Regions from separate parts of the Ovis aries genome. Here region 2 is linked to region 1. The links are chromatin contacts, called in public Hi-C maps. All regions are on one chromosome and are shown on one strand. Each heading gives the region's core, a stretch centred on a gene start, on an enhancer-like site or on the middle of the called end of the contact. The rest is flanking DNA. Distances are from core to core; before and after follow the strand shown.

Region 1 (7,361 bases), core at 1,862-4,361:
TTGCAGCCCCTAATGCAATGGATATAAGCAATTTAAATCCATGAAAGGATCTCACCATTAAGTGAATGGTTCATGGATAATTTCATGATGAATGGATTGGGCTGACAATACCTGAACCCACACTGCTCAATCTTAACATTAAGAAAGAGAGAAACTCAGAAATAACATGCCTCACTTAAGTATTTTGCACCAACAATGAAATCTTCCTCTGCTTCCTCCCCCAAAAAAGTCAAGGTTGAATCTGATCAAGCTTCTAGATCAGTGCTGTTCAACAGAATTATATGCAATTATGAAGACACTTTATATATGCAGCATTTGAAGAGTAGCTATTTGGCATATGTGACTATCAGACACTTGAAATGTGGCCAATGCAACTAGAAAACTGAAGTTTTTAGTTTTATTTAATTTTAATTCATTTAAATAGCCACAGGTGGCTGACACCTACTATATGGGCTGTGCAAATCTAGATCTCACTACCAGTTTATTCCCTTTAAAGGAAATAAAGGGAACAGGTGTACAAGTTAAAAGATGGCATCTGGATGCAGTGAACTAAATCTAGAATGTTAAGGGAAAAAGGGGAGGTAACAAAATTGTAACATTAAATAAGACTGAGGGACTTCCCTGGAGGTCCAGTGGTTAAGACTCTGCCTTCTAGTGCAGTGGGTCGCTGGTTCCACCCCTGGTCAGAGAGCTAAACTCCCACATACCAAGTGGCCAAAAAACCAAAATATAAAACAGAAGCAATATTGTAATAAATAAAAGACTTTTAAAATGATCTTCATCAAAACCAACCAAAAAAATCTTAGCAACACATAGATCTCTATGGGATTTTAATCCAAACAAGCTGATTTTAAAAACACATGTATGATAAAAAATAAAAATAAAAACACATGTATGGGACAGGTGGGAAAATCTGAACCCAGACTGAATACTGACAATGTTGTTCAGTCGCTAAGTCATATCCAACTCTTTCCAACCCCATGGACTACAGCACGCTAGGTTTCCCTATCCTTCACTATCTCCTGGAGTTTGCTCAAACTTATGTCCAATGAGTCAGTGATGCCATCCAACCATCTCATCCTCTTCCACTGCCCCTTTCTCTTCCTGCCCTCAATCTTTCCCAGCATCAGTCTATAGGATTTTTACTAATTTTCATAGATGTGATGACAAAACTGGTTTTGTAAAGCTGAAAACACAATCTGAGTTCTTAAAGAAAAATATTTAAAGTAACACAGAAACCAAAAATTCAATTCCTGAAACCCAGGTCAGTGTCGGTTTTAGCTGAATTTCAAACAAGCTTCCTAAAAGGAGGAAGCTCTAATAAAGTTGACTAGTGATGCTATTACCGTCCAATACCACTACTACCTTAACTGAGAACGGGAAGGGCCAAAGTTGTTCTACCTTTTAACGGGAGACAAGTGGCATCAATACAATTAATACATACAACAACTACAATAACTGTTAAAACCTGAATCTATAATGTTTATCAATATCTAGCCCGTTTTAATTTCAGTTGTTCTTACTATACTGATCACTGATGATATAGTCAAAAGGCAAGAAGCTCGATAAAAAGCTAATAATACTACATTTCAAATAAGAAAATACATACCCTTTATTATATCATTAAGCTACAGCTATGATCAGTATAGAAAAATTTGAAGGTAACATGTAGTTAATGATCCTTATGGTTTCCTCTTCGTATCTAGAAAATAGTTAAATGCAAGCATGTGGGGAACTGTAAAACTACAGGGCACAAATCCTACAGTACTGTTTTATTAAAGGAAGGAAAAAAATGTTAACACTGGTTTAAGGAACCGTTTGTAAGCCTTAAGGAAAACTACTCTGCGCAATACGCATGCTTTAACTAGACGCTGTAAATGAACACGAGTCGCTGACAGCAAGCTCACTTTTACTCTCTGATGTTGTAAAAACTACATTATGAGCCTAGGTTTACTGCTTCCAAATATGTTCATGATTATAGTGCTTTATGGGCCCATCCCTTTTTTTCTCTCACTTTATTTCGCATCCCTGATTTCTATGGAGCAATAAGTTCAGGGTTCCCCAAATTCTGTCCTTCATGATTTCTGCCACATTACCATACCTCTGGAACTAACATTATGGTTTTTAAGTCAATTATTTTTAAAAACTTGCTAAATTTCCCACCCATAAATGAACCACTATCACCTGCCGTCAGCAACCTAAGCCTCAACAAGGCTAGGAAGGATGCTAGCCAAATGAGGCAGCCCAGGCGGGAGGGCTGGGCCGGGGGTACCTCCCCAGAAGTGGCAGCCTGACTCGCTGCCGACTCCGCTGGGAGAAGCGGAGCAGCTCGCCCACCCCGCCGCCCTCCCGCCGGCCGGCCTCAGGGGAAGGGCTGACCACCTGGCTAGCCCGGACTGCGCGCCGTGGGAGGCCATATCTTGCTTCGCGGGTCTGCGAAGCGTTTGCGGCGAGGAGGGGCGGGGCGCCGGGGCGGAGCCGGGCCGGCGGAGGCGAGCCTGGAGGCCAGCGGGCGGCTGAGGAAGTCGGCCCCCGGCCATTCGGCCGCTCAGTCTGCGGCCCCACTGCAGCCAGGGCGGCCTCCGGCTCCGGACACCGGCACCCGTCGCCTGTTGGACTTTCACACATGCGGTTACAGGCCTGCCACGAGCGCGCCCCCGAATCTTCCCGCCGTTACCTCCGGACGGGGGCGCGCACGCGCGTCACCGCCAACCTGACGTCCAGTCACGGTCTTCGGAACATTCGTTCCGCCTACTGCTCCCTGACTTTTAATTGAAGCAACGTCCTCCTTGACCCCCCCCCCCCTCCGCCCCGCCAAATGGGCTCACCGACTTCCGGGGATCGGAGAGCAGGGCGCCTCGGCCACATGACCGCTGGGGGCGTGGTTCTGGCTGTGCTGGGCCAGTGCTGGTAAAGGTTTCCCGCGCCCTAGCTTAGGTAGTGTAGGAGAAGCGCATGTTCGGGTTTCGGCCGATCCTATCGGCAGAGGTCGTTGCCCTCACCTCACCCTGATAACTACCTCCCTTACCGCTCGTCGGGAGGGTAGAAAAGGACTTACACGAAGGCCCTGGACTTCCCCCGCTTCCGCATTTGGTAGAGCCCGCCTTGGGCCGGAAGCCGAGGTTATGGGGCGGGATCCCACGCCTGTACGGACGGTGGTGGCCCGAGAGGGTCATATTTAGCGGGGGGGAAAGGGCATTCCAGGTTTGCTCTTTTAACTGCAAGTTTACCGATCTCTAAAACAGAGGTGAATAAAACTGCCCCTGTCCCGAAGAAACGCACGCACCGCTTGTCTGGGAAGACCCTGTAACGGGCAATGTAACAAGCCCCTGATGGGGCCCATTCACTGCGCCCCGGGAAATATGGAACCTGCGGAGGGGCGGATATCGCGTTCTTCTTGGAGCTTAGAGAAAGCTTCCTGCAGGAGGCAACCTGGGAGCTAAGTTGTTTAGAGTGACTGGGGGTTAGCTGAGGAAAAAAGGAAGAAGACAGAGCATTCCAAGCTTTGGGACAGTCACGTGTGTAAGATTTTGTTCAGGAAAGTGGTAACAGTTAATTATGGGGACTGGCAAGTGCCTGGGACGCTGGCTGTGACCTGGTCATTGCCCGCCTTGTACTTTCCACGCTTCCAGCCCCTGAAGAGTGACGGCACCTTAGCGCCTAACTCTGGAAATGAGATGTTAGCCCCGATGAGCTGACACTCAACTTTGAGTTTGGAAGGAAAAATAGGTGTTCGTGATGGGGCAGAGAGACCTTTTTAGGTGCAAAGGCTGGAAAGTGTGACAAGTTAGATATATTCTAAAGAAGAATAGGTGAAAAACTATTTGAGGCCAAATTGAGGGAAAACATGCTGAATCATTAATAAAAAATTTACGCACAGCAATTGAAAACAATAATGCTTGAACCATCAGTCATAAAGCCAACTTAACTTGCCTAGTGAATCATAAAAACAAGGAACCATTCAAGGGCAGAATGCATGCTGACGCTGAGTGATCCGAGAAAACTTTACCAAAAAATGGAATCTGTGTGTGACTAGGAAGATCAGCTGGGAGGTACTGTGATGTTATAAAGAAACTGTAATCTAATCCAGGTGAGATGAGTCTCCCTGGATGATCCAATGCCAAAACCCACACTAGAAAGCCTAGAGAACCCTAGTGGCTGGATTACATCATCTTTTCATTCTTCATGTTTAAGAAATAACCTCTTTGGTTTACAGGTCCCATCCGACAAGATCAAAGCTGCAAGAGAATGGACAGTGAGGTACAGAGAGATGGAAGGATCTTGGATTTGATTGACGATGCTTGGCGAGAAGATAAGCTGCCTTATGAGGATGTTGCAATACCACTGGTAGGCTGAAATGTGTGCTGAGGGTGATGGGTTAAAGGTCTGATCTGGTAGACCCTAGTAGGTGTAGGTTATCAATGGACAAATAAATTAAAGTCAAAGAAATCAAAACTATGGAGTCCTCTGACTCTAGAAACCTCTGGAGAGTATTTAGCTCAACTTTGTATTTGAAGAGAAATGTGGTTCAGATTGCTGAGGTGACTAGCTCAATTAGAGGTCATATGAGAACTAGAACTGAGGCCCTCTGAGCCATGTTCTGTCCACCACACCAAAGGGAGTAAAGAATTTAATGCACACCATGAGGAGGAACAGGAAGCAGTGGTATATGCACTTAATTTCTCTACCTGTGGCCTGTCATTTTTAGAAACTCACAGTTTTGGAACACATATCTATTCTAGGTTCCCTGGAAAATATTCAGAAGAGACCTGGCTTTTCTTCTTTTACATTTAGATCATCAAGCTCTTTTCTTTCCTAATCTCTGGAAAATTATTCTGCAGGGAGTTTGTTAAGCCTCACGTCATAAGATCTAAACGTTTTACTCGAATAAATGCTTACTAAAAATTCTGTCATAGAATTTTTGTCATAGAAGCCTAACAAGAAGAATAAGGATTGTTTTTCTGTAGAGCCTGCCAAGAGTTGTTGATTAAATAGAATTTGCAAGCAGGTGGTCTGCTGTGGCCATACATGTTTTCATTTAAGAATAAGAGGTAATGTGTTCAAGGAATAATACACGTAACAGATAATAAATGACAGCTTAGTTCAAGTTTAGAAAAATAATCAAAAGAGCATAATAAGAATTATAGCTCCACTTTCATTGAATACCTGTTTTGTGCCATGGGCTGAGGTTGAAACCTGACTTATTTTATCTATATCCTTAAAAGAACCTTCAGGGGTGATGATGATGTCCCCACTGTACAGGAAGAAAATAGGATCAAAGAGGAGATCTTGCCCAAAGGTTGGTAGCTAATAAGCTAGACTTCACACTGAGGTCTGTGAGGCTCCAGATCCTGTCCTGTGGACTTTTGTTGGTTCTTTCATTCCACAAGCAGTTCTTTGAAGCCTATTGTGTGCCTTAAGACTAGGTAAACATAAGGATGTTTCCTGCCCCTCTGAATCTAGAAAGGCAACATACATCAAAAAATAATTGTAATAGTAAATGTTCTGAGTGGAGGTCATGAACAGCTATGTAGTCTAAAAAGTGACTGCTTGCCTGGTGGGCATTAGAAAGGGCTTCAAGAGGAAAATCACATTTAAGCTGGTCAGAGGGTAGGAACAGAGGGTTAGTGAGGGTAGACAAGCAGTGGGAACAGATGTGCAAAAGTTTTGAATGGCTTTGGGAGATGCTAAGGTATTCAGTGTGGATGGAGAATATAACTGTTTTAAGTACGAAGAAAAAATGGTCTTGGGCCTTATTTTGAGAGGAGCATTTGATACCAAGCTTACCCCTCATCCTGAGGAGTGAGAATCCTCAAAGTAGAGATGTGCTATGTTCGAAAATACTAGAAGAGCAGTTCAGCAGCATCATTAGAGAATGTCTGCCAAGGAGAAAGGCGCCGGTGACAGGGCAGAGAGGCCAGTTAGGAAGCTAAGGCAGTGTCTAGACAAAGGAGGAGGGCCTAAACAAAGGCAAGAAAGTGCAGAGGAATTGCTGAATTCTGGACGTGCTAACAGCAGGATTTGGGGACCATTTGTATGGATGGGGTTGAGGGAGAGGGAAATTTCTATGCTGACTTCCAAGCTGTAGCCTGGCCCTGTTGCTAATCCATGTCTTTTCCCCAGGCAATGTCTTTTCCCCTAAGGCAATGTTTGTGTCAGTTAGCTTTTGCTGCTGCCTAACAAATATCCCCAAAATATGGTGGCTTAAAACAATAGCTATTTATGTCATGATTTTGTCACTCAGCTGAGTCTTCTTGTCTTTGCCAGCATGGTTGATCCCTGCTGGACTTGGTGGTGTTTTACAGTGGGCCAGCAGACTGGCTGGTGGCTAAGTAATTCTGGAGGCTTTGACATGTCTCACAGTTAGCAGGCTGTCAGCTGGAATGATGAGCTAACTAGGCCATAGTCTCATTATCCAGCAGATTAGCCCAGACTTCACATAGTCATTTTCAGATTCTAAGAAAAGGATGAGAAGAAACTGCAAGGCTTTCTGAAGCCTAGACCCAGAAGTCACATGACCAACCCCAGCTGAGGGTTGGGGAAATAAACTCTGACCTTTCATAGGAGTAGCTGCAAAGAACTGTGGCCATTTTTTGATACTTTGTGTTTGTTTTCCAGGCACATAGGCAATTTTATATGTTGGCATGTGTTGCAAGAGACAATAGTGACCAAATTAAAGACATGCTTATTTTAGAATGAGATGAAATTAAATAATTGATTAACCAAGGACATGTTTATGCTTTGTCAGCTATAAGTAGTAATTGAAACCAAATTTCCTCTTTGAGTGCATTATTGCTTTACAGTAAATGATCATTCCTTTCAATTTGTACAAGTATGTTTGAATCTGAGTTTTACCTTTGTAGAGCAAAATGCATGTGATTCAGATATACTTGTACATCTTACAATTAAATCATTTTATTCATATTGAATGTCATTTTGAAGTAAAAAGTTATTATATTCATATACTGCAAGTTGGAGTCCAGTGGAAAATCCTGTCTGGTTATTGAGTAACAGTTTGCTGCCCTTAAAAATAAAGTCTAAATTAAGATAAATGAAAAGAAATATATTGGTATCAGAGAATTCTAGTACTAAGCAGAGTTCTGGTAGTAACAAATTTAAATACAAAGAAACTATCAAAAAATTCTCACCACACTACAAAAAACTGATGAACTATGCGAGTTGATGGACGTGTTACCTAGCCTTACTGCAGTAATCATTTCACAATATATACGTGTATCAAATCATGTTGTACACCTTAAACTTACACAGTGTTACATGTAAATTAAATCTCAGTAAACCTGGAAATACATAAGGACACTACCCCAGATTCTACCCTAAGTGCGGCCCATGGCTTACCATTT
Region 2 (7,361 bases), core at 3,004-5,503, 170 kb after region 1:
CCCTCTACCTCGCTGAGCCTCAGCCTCCTCATCTAGAAAGTGGGAGTGGTAATCCTGGGTCGGCCGCCTTGCCAGCATCGAGAAAGGGGCTGATTGTACAGTCCAGCGTGCTCTGCTACAGTTCTCTTGTTTTTTAAAATATCTTTAATGATATAAGTATCACTGTTAACAAAAAAAAAAAAAGAAGAAGAAGCACAGACAAACAAAAAGAAGGCCATAAAAGAGGGAAAATGAAAGAGAACACAATTGACATCTTGACATATGCACTTATAGCTTCCATTTGTTGTTCAGTTGCTAAATTGTGTCCAACTCTTTGTGACCCCATGGACTGCAGCACACCAGACTCCTCTGTCCTCTACTATGTCCCAGAGTTTGTTCAAATTCATGACAGTCAAGTCAGTGATTCTATCTAACCATTACATGCTCTGCCACCCCCTTCTCCTTTTGCCTTCAATCTTTCCCAGCATCAGGGTCTTTTCCAATGAGTTGGCTCTTGGCATCACGTGGCCAAAGAATTAGAGGTACAGCATCAGTCCTTCCAATGAACATTCAGCATTGATTTCTTTTAAGATTGACTGGTTTGATCTCCTTGCAGTCCAAGGGACTATCAAGAGTCTTCTTCAACACCACAATTCAAAAGCATCGATTCTTCAGCGCTCAGCCTTCTTTATGGTCCAACTCTCATATCCTGGAAAAACTATACATGACTACTGGAAAAACCATAATTCTGACTATAGTTTCCCATCCTGGATATATTTTTAATAGGACCATACTTTTTATGTAAAGTGAAAGTGAAATCGCTCCTACGCGTTTGACTCTTTGCGACCCCACGGACTGTAGCCTACAAGTTTCCTCCATCCATGGAATTTTCCAGGCAAGAGTACTGGAGTGGGTTGCCGTTTCCTTCTCCATACTTCATACTTTATATATGGTTCTGTAATCTATTTTTCACTCAACAATATATCATGAGTTTTTTCTTTGTTGACAAGCAAACTTCATGAGATATTTCAATACTTGTATGATATTCTGCCATTGCTGTATTCAGTTCTGAACCTGTGATCACTATTACTGATTCTTCCTTTCCCACATGGCCCAAATTCCAAAATGTTACTAATTCTGTCTTTATTTAAAATTCTACTATTTTGTTCACCACGGATTGATTTTTGTTTTTTAAAAATATTGCATTACAATATTATTCATCTTATTTATTTTTGGCTGCAACCCGTCGTCATTGCTGTATGCAAGTGTCTCAATGTGGTGACTTCTCTTGTTGCAGAGTGTGGGCTCAGTAGCTGCAGTTCATGGGCTTAGCTGCTCTGCAACATGTGGTATCTTCCTGGACCAGGGATCAAACCCATGTCCCCCGCACTGGCAAGCAGATTCCTACCACTGGACTACCAGGGAAGTCCCCCAATATTACCCGTTTTGATTATGGCATCTTCCCCTAAGATTATTTTCAATGTTTCTAGTTCATCCATCTATTTCCAGCATCCAGCACAGTGCAGGACGCATTGTAGTGCTCAATAAATATTGAAAGAATGAGTGAGTGGATGAATGAATTGCTGACGAAAGGAAACTCTACACGCAGCTGTGAGAGTCTCCCTCACACAGGCGGAACCAGGAGCTCGCTGACACCAGGATGAAGGCCTGCTGGCCCTTCCCCCAAGGCGCTGGAACTGTGCTCTGCCCCCGGTGTGGAGCTATCTCTCCAGAGCAACAAGGGATTTTCCCAGCCCTAACCAACGTGTGGAGTTTTAAACTAACAAAACCAGAGCTCAGAGAGGAAATTCTAAGAACGTGAAGTAAGTCAGAAGAGCAAAGGTGCGTGTTTATTTTCCATCGACTGCTTGGGCCTCTGCCTCCCTTCCCCCACTGCAAAGACTGGGGAAGGGGTCCGGATTCGGATGTCAGCATAACAAAGCTAAAGGAAACCCATCTTCCTGTGTTTGCCAAGGAACAATGCTGGAGAGGCCATTTCAAGGCCTGCACTTTTCCTCTGTACAGAAGAATTTAGGTCCTGGAGGATTCCTGAGAGGGAGGCTCAGGAATTTCTGGATAGATGTTCCTGTTCCCTCACTCAGGGACATTGGGGATGCACTGGCTATGATCCCAGTTGGCCTTTGGTACTCAGCTCCATTCTGACCCACACTAGGTAGGGATCTAACCCACCCCTAGTTTGGGGCCTTGGGCCCACCCTGCAGCCAATCAGCTTAAGTCTGGTCATTGGCCTCTTTAGTCTCTATCTCCCAGCACTGCTTTCTGTTCTCTCCCCCTTCAGCTCTTATCTGGCTCTTATCACTCCTTTTCTGGACTACTGCCCAAAGGCAGCCTTCCTGGCCCTGACCCTCCTATCCTCACTTACAGGCCATGTTCCCACAACACACCTCCAGGCGAGGCCCTTCTCTGCTCCCAGTCCTCTGCACCCACAGCACCAGGTGCCTTAGACGTTTCCAAGGAGCTTTGTGAGGACCAACCACACCAGGCTCATCTCCCAGTAAATCAGGCAGGGCACTGAAAACCAACCAGTATTAACTGAGTACCTACTAGGTACTAGGTGCCATCTAGACCCTTTGTGGGCTTTATCTCACAATACTCCAAAGCATCATGTTGAATCCTCACAGGCCCACTACTGTGCCTTCTGTAAAACGGGGGCTCCATAAACCAACCAATGTCATGGGTTCAACTGAGGTGGAACCCGGATCCTTGTTGTGACTCAGCTGGTGGTCTGGCAGCCACTGATGGGTAGGCAGGCTCAGGGGGCTGTTTGGATCACATGCTTTTCCTTCAGGGGTTTCCCCGGTGGCTCAGAGGTGAAGAATCCACCTGCAATGCAAGAGATGCAGGTTTGATGCCTGGATCTGGAAGATTCCCTGGAGGACATGGTAATCCACTCCAGTATTTTTGCTGGGAGAATCCCATGGACAGAGGAGTCAGGTGGGCTGTGGTCCATGGGGTCACAAAGAGTCAGACGTGACTGAAGCAACTAAGTAGGCATGCTCTTCCTTAAACCCTCTGAACACAAGGCTCCCTCTTTCACCCATCTTTTGGGCTAACTCCTATTGACCTCTCAGGTCACTTGGCAGCTTCCTCCTGGAAGCCTTCCAAGATCTCCCAATCTGGGTTATTCTTTTATGTTTCCCAACACCCTTGGCTTTGTCCCTCTCTGGGTGTTTCAGCAACTGTCTCTAGAATCTGAATGTCAGCTCCTAAAGGACAGGAGGTGCCTTGTTCACCTCTGTGCCCCCAGAATTTAGCTCAGGGACTGTCACAGCTCAGTAAATATTTGGTGAATGAATTAAATACGTCAGTTCAGTTCAGTCGCTCAGTCGTGTTCGACTCTGCGACTCCATGAACCACAGCATGCCAGGCCTCCCTGTCCATCACCAACTCCCAGAGTTCACCCAAACCCATGTCCATCGAGCTGGTAATGCCATCCAAACATCTCATCCTCTGTGGTCCCCTTCTCCTCCTGCCCTCAATCTTTCCCAGCATCAGGGTCTTTTCCAATGAGTCAGCTCTTCGCATCAGGTGGCCAAAGTATTGGAGTTTCAGCTTCAACATCAGTCTTTCCAATGAACACCCAGGACTGATCTCCTTTAGGATGGACTGGATGGATTTCCTTGCGTCCAAGGGATTCTCAAGAGTCTTCTCCAACACCACAGTTCAAAAGCATCAATTCTTCGGTGCTCAGCTTTCTTCATAGTCCACCTCTTCCTTTATAGTCCAACATGACCACTGGAAAAATAGCCTTGACTCTTGGATATTTAGTCCCTTCCTGGCTTGTCAAAGAGCACCTGATCCCAAACTGGATCTTCTGCTTTTCCCTTCCCCTCTTCAAGCCTTACCAGCCACAGTGTGCCCTAAAGTTGGCAAATCTAGGGTCTGAACTCTGTCCCTTGAGGCTGGTGGATTCCATCGTCCCTTCCACCCCTTCCCCTGACTTCTCCATGCCACAGTGGACTACATCGGGTTTCCCTTCTTTTCTAAACCACATCTGCTCTCGAAGCACGCTACCCTGGGACTGGTGTTGAGTCCCCGATGGTCTGGCAGCCGTCAGTACCCTATCCTCCAGCCGGACGTGCTACAGGTTCTGGGGGGTGGCAGAGAGGGGGCCCTCCCGCGGAGCCGCTGCCAGGCGTTCTCCAACGGGAGGGGACCGAACTTCTGCGTTCAGGGCGCGCAGTGTACACCCTGTTCACATTCCTAAGCAGACCGGAATGCGGACGCGGGACAAGCCAAGGGCCGCATTCCTCGGGTTGGGCGGGAGCACGGCCCGGGCCCCGCCCCGCCAGCCCCGGCCCCGCCCCCAGGCCCTGCCTGCTGGACCCTGGACCACAGCCTGAGAGGGCGTCCCCTGGCGGTGCCGGCGGCCAGAGGCGGGACCCGCGGCTCTGCCCTCTATTCCGGGCCCCCTGCCCGTCCTCCCCGCCTCCTCCCGGGTTCTCTGGGCCTGAACCCAGCCCGCCCTTTGGATCTTAGAATCCCCTCCTTTATCTTCCCCGGGAAGCTGCCTGCTTCCGGAAACTGATTAGGACTCCAAAGCGCTTATTGGTTTTTGTTATGTGCTGCCAGTCAAATCAGAAAAAAAGGAATGGCTCCCCAGGCCTTCACAAAATCCTAACTCCAGGGTGGCTTCCTCTCCTGGCTTCCCATCCTGTCCCCAGGGAGCCCGTCTTGACCTGCCTCTGATGGGTGCCTCTGTGGGAATTTCCCACCCTCGTGCGCGGTCTCCTCCCAGCTGGCCCAACTGGCACCATCAGGGCCAGAGACCAAGATGAATGGCCTCGCCCCTGCCGAGTCACCTCCCACTGCTCCACTGAGGGCTTGGGGAAAGAAAATGTGGCCCTAAGTCGAAAGCTGTGAGAAAATGGGCCTGAGTCTGTAGGTCTGTACCTTGGCCTCTACTGGAAAAAGCACCACTGCCTCAGAGGAAGGATCCCTGGGAGCCGAGGCCCCAAGAAAGTGGAAAGCCACTGGGCTGAGGGTTTCCACGATGGTGTAGAAACACAACACACACACAAACTGCACTAACCTCAAAACACCACTGAAACAGGTTAGCAAAAAAGGGCTTGTACCCAGAACCAGGACTGGGCTATACATGTTTAAGTCACCCTCCAGGGTCTTGAAGAAGAGGAGCTGTTTACTCACTCCTGCGTGAGGGGACAGGCAGCTTGTTTCCTCAGATACCTGGTCAATGGAATGGTGGACACTGCCAGGAAGGCGTGGGCTCACACCCCACTTTCTCAGCTTGTTGCCGGTATCCTTCCTAGTGGGAAAGAAGCTGTGCCCTCACGTTGCTTGCATATGGAAATTTGCATGTTTATCAGCCCATTACCGGTTAGGCACTCACCCTGTGGTTAAAGTGACATCTGAGCAGCCAGTAATGAAAGAAAGCATGCCTGGAACTTGCATTGCTCACCGTCAGAGAGGGTTGTGAATGTTGCCAGGAAAGATGGGAAAGCAGAAACCAAACTCTCATTGGCCAACACCTCAGCTGTAAGAAAGGGCAGGGCAGCAGGGGCACTGGATTGGAGCTTGGCCTTGATTGCTAGCTTACCTTGACCTTGACAGCTGGCTTACCTTGCTCAGTTGTTTTCTCAGCCTCTCAAGGGAGGAAAACACTGTGGTCCCTTTGTCCCTGGCCAGGAGGGAGGCCCAGAGTGGTAGACAAGGTGGCTGGTGGCCCTGCAGCTCTGGTTTGAGATGGCAGCCCTAGCTCCAGGTCTGCCTCTTCCCCCGACACAGAAAATGGACATTCCAGCCTGTCACAACACCCCAGTGGTTCCTTGAATGGCAGTGCCAGAGCTCTGTCTCGGTGGAGTGTGAGGAGCTTGAAGTATTCATGAAGGACGCAGAAGACCCAGTGATGAGTCTATTCACTTCACACACTGACTCAGGACCTACCCCAGGAGACTTACCGTCCACTGGGGGAGAGCGATGTCAATCCGGCCAGTACAGTGCAATGTGACGAGCAGCAAGGCAGAGGAAGGCTGGGCAGAGCATGGGCAGGAGGGTCTTCTTTGTGGGAGTGGGAGGTAGAAGGGGTGGATGGTGGGGAGGTGAAGGGGTTGGAAGGAGACTCTGCCAGAAGAGGGAGCTCTAATTCTTGCCTCTACTCTAGACTCAGTATTGTGAGGCCATCATGCGTTGTGCTACATTTTGCTAATGAATCTCCATGCACTTTGCTGATCACGTGGTTAGATCGGCCAGACTTTAAAGCTTGAGTTCTGAGGTCACTTTCTAAAGATGAGTGACTTTCTATTCCCCTCTGAACCTGTAATGGGATGTGGTTTTAAGACTGAATTTGCCCCCAGAATTTTCTGCTTCCCATGGAGTTACTTGAAGCCAGCATCCCCTTCACTGATGTGTGGACCGTCATCTCACTCCCTTCCACCCTGCGAATTTAATGTGTGCAGCAGAACTGGGCAGCTCCCATCCTGTACACTTAGGTGAGTGACTGACCTCCTCTGAGCCTCATTCCACTCCACCCGTGGGCTTAAAATCAACAGAAGGCTACCAGGTCCTACCTATCCCATATTGAGAAAAGTGAATTCAGATCATAAGTCCTTTGGAAAACTACAGTTTTTGAAAATTTTATTATGGGGAGTAAAGTTTTTAAAATATGAGTGTGCTTTAGAATCATCAGTTGGTGGGAGTGGGGATGAGGGTATATTTTAAACGTTTTTTTTTTTCAGCCCACTCACAGATTCTGAGTCAGGAGGCCTCAGGTGGGACACTGGATCTGCATGTTTCCAAATCATCCTAAAGAGTCCTGATGCCATCAGTCCTTGAACTGCACTTGGCTGCGCTGGGTCTTAGCTGTGGCGCATGGGCTTGGTTTCTCCACAGCATGTGGGATCTTAGTTCTCTGACCAGAGATCGAACCCATATTCTCTGCATTGCAAGGCAGATTCTTAACCACTGGACCACCAGGGAAGTTCCTGGACTGCACTCGGATAAGAACTGATACCGGTGACCATGCATCGCAGTGAGTCCACTTAGAATGAACTCTCCCTATGTCAAGATTTGGACAAATCCCTTGATATTTTTGTAATCTTATGCCTTGGAAAGGAAGTGCATGTGGACTGGGACTGAGGGGGAAGCCTCTCCACTGTGCACAGTGTCCCAGAAAGTAGGCCTACTCCAGTGAGCCCAGAAGAGGGTCACCCACAGAAGGCTCCCCTTTCCCCTTCCCCCTCCTTCTGTTACAGGAATTGGGCACTCGCAAAGCAGACCAAGAACAAACAAAACCTACCTGATTTGAAATGCCTCAGCAGGAATCTGAACCAAACCCCAAAGTGTCATCATTCCAATCACTGGTCTTAAGCAATGTCAGTAACAGTCTTCACAAAACCCAATGC

The links. A called contact is a pair of places that touch in the nucleus more often than the background predicts.
Region 2: a contact with region 1 is called in a Hi-C map of liver, with 7 times the contacts expected there. The contact joins the enhancer-like site here to the promoter of CEP63 in region 1. A contact is called at or near these places in 11 of 16 Hi-C or Micro-C datasets (blood, hypothalamus, liver and 6 more).

The regions. Positions count from the first base shown.
Region 1 is chr1:255,494,423-255,501,783 of ARS-UI_Ramb_v3.0, forward strand. CEP63 (centrosomal protein 63) reads right to left here and starts at 3,112. Exons shown (of 14, transcript XM_060395599.1): 1 at 2,829-3,112. ANAPC13 (anaphase promoting complex subunit 13) reads left to right here and starts at 2,489. Exons shown (of 3, transcript XM_060395619.1): 1 at 2,489-2,937; 2 at 4,217-4,347. The coding sequence starts at 4,249.
Region 2 is chr1:255,660,423-255,667,783 of ARS-UI_Ramb_v3.0, forward strand. No RefSeq gene overlaps it. Among named protein-coding and RNA genes, the nearest start is that of TRNAS-GGA, 31 kb to the left of the region's middle. Within about 2 kb of position 4,254, at least 41 of the 54 cell types and tissues checked have an H3K27ac peak or open chromatin away from gene starts, as enhancers often do. A contact at or near this core is called in hypothalamus, liver, muscle and 1 more, where this site is marked.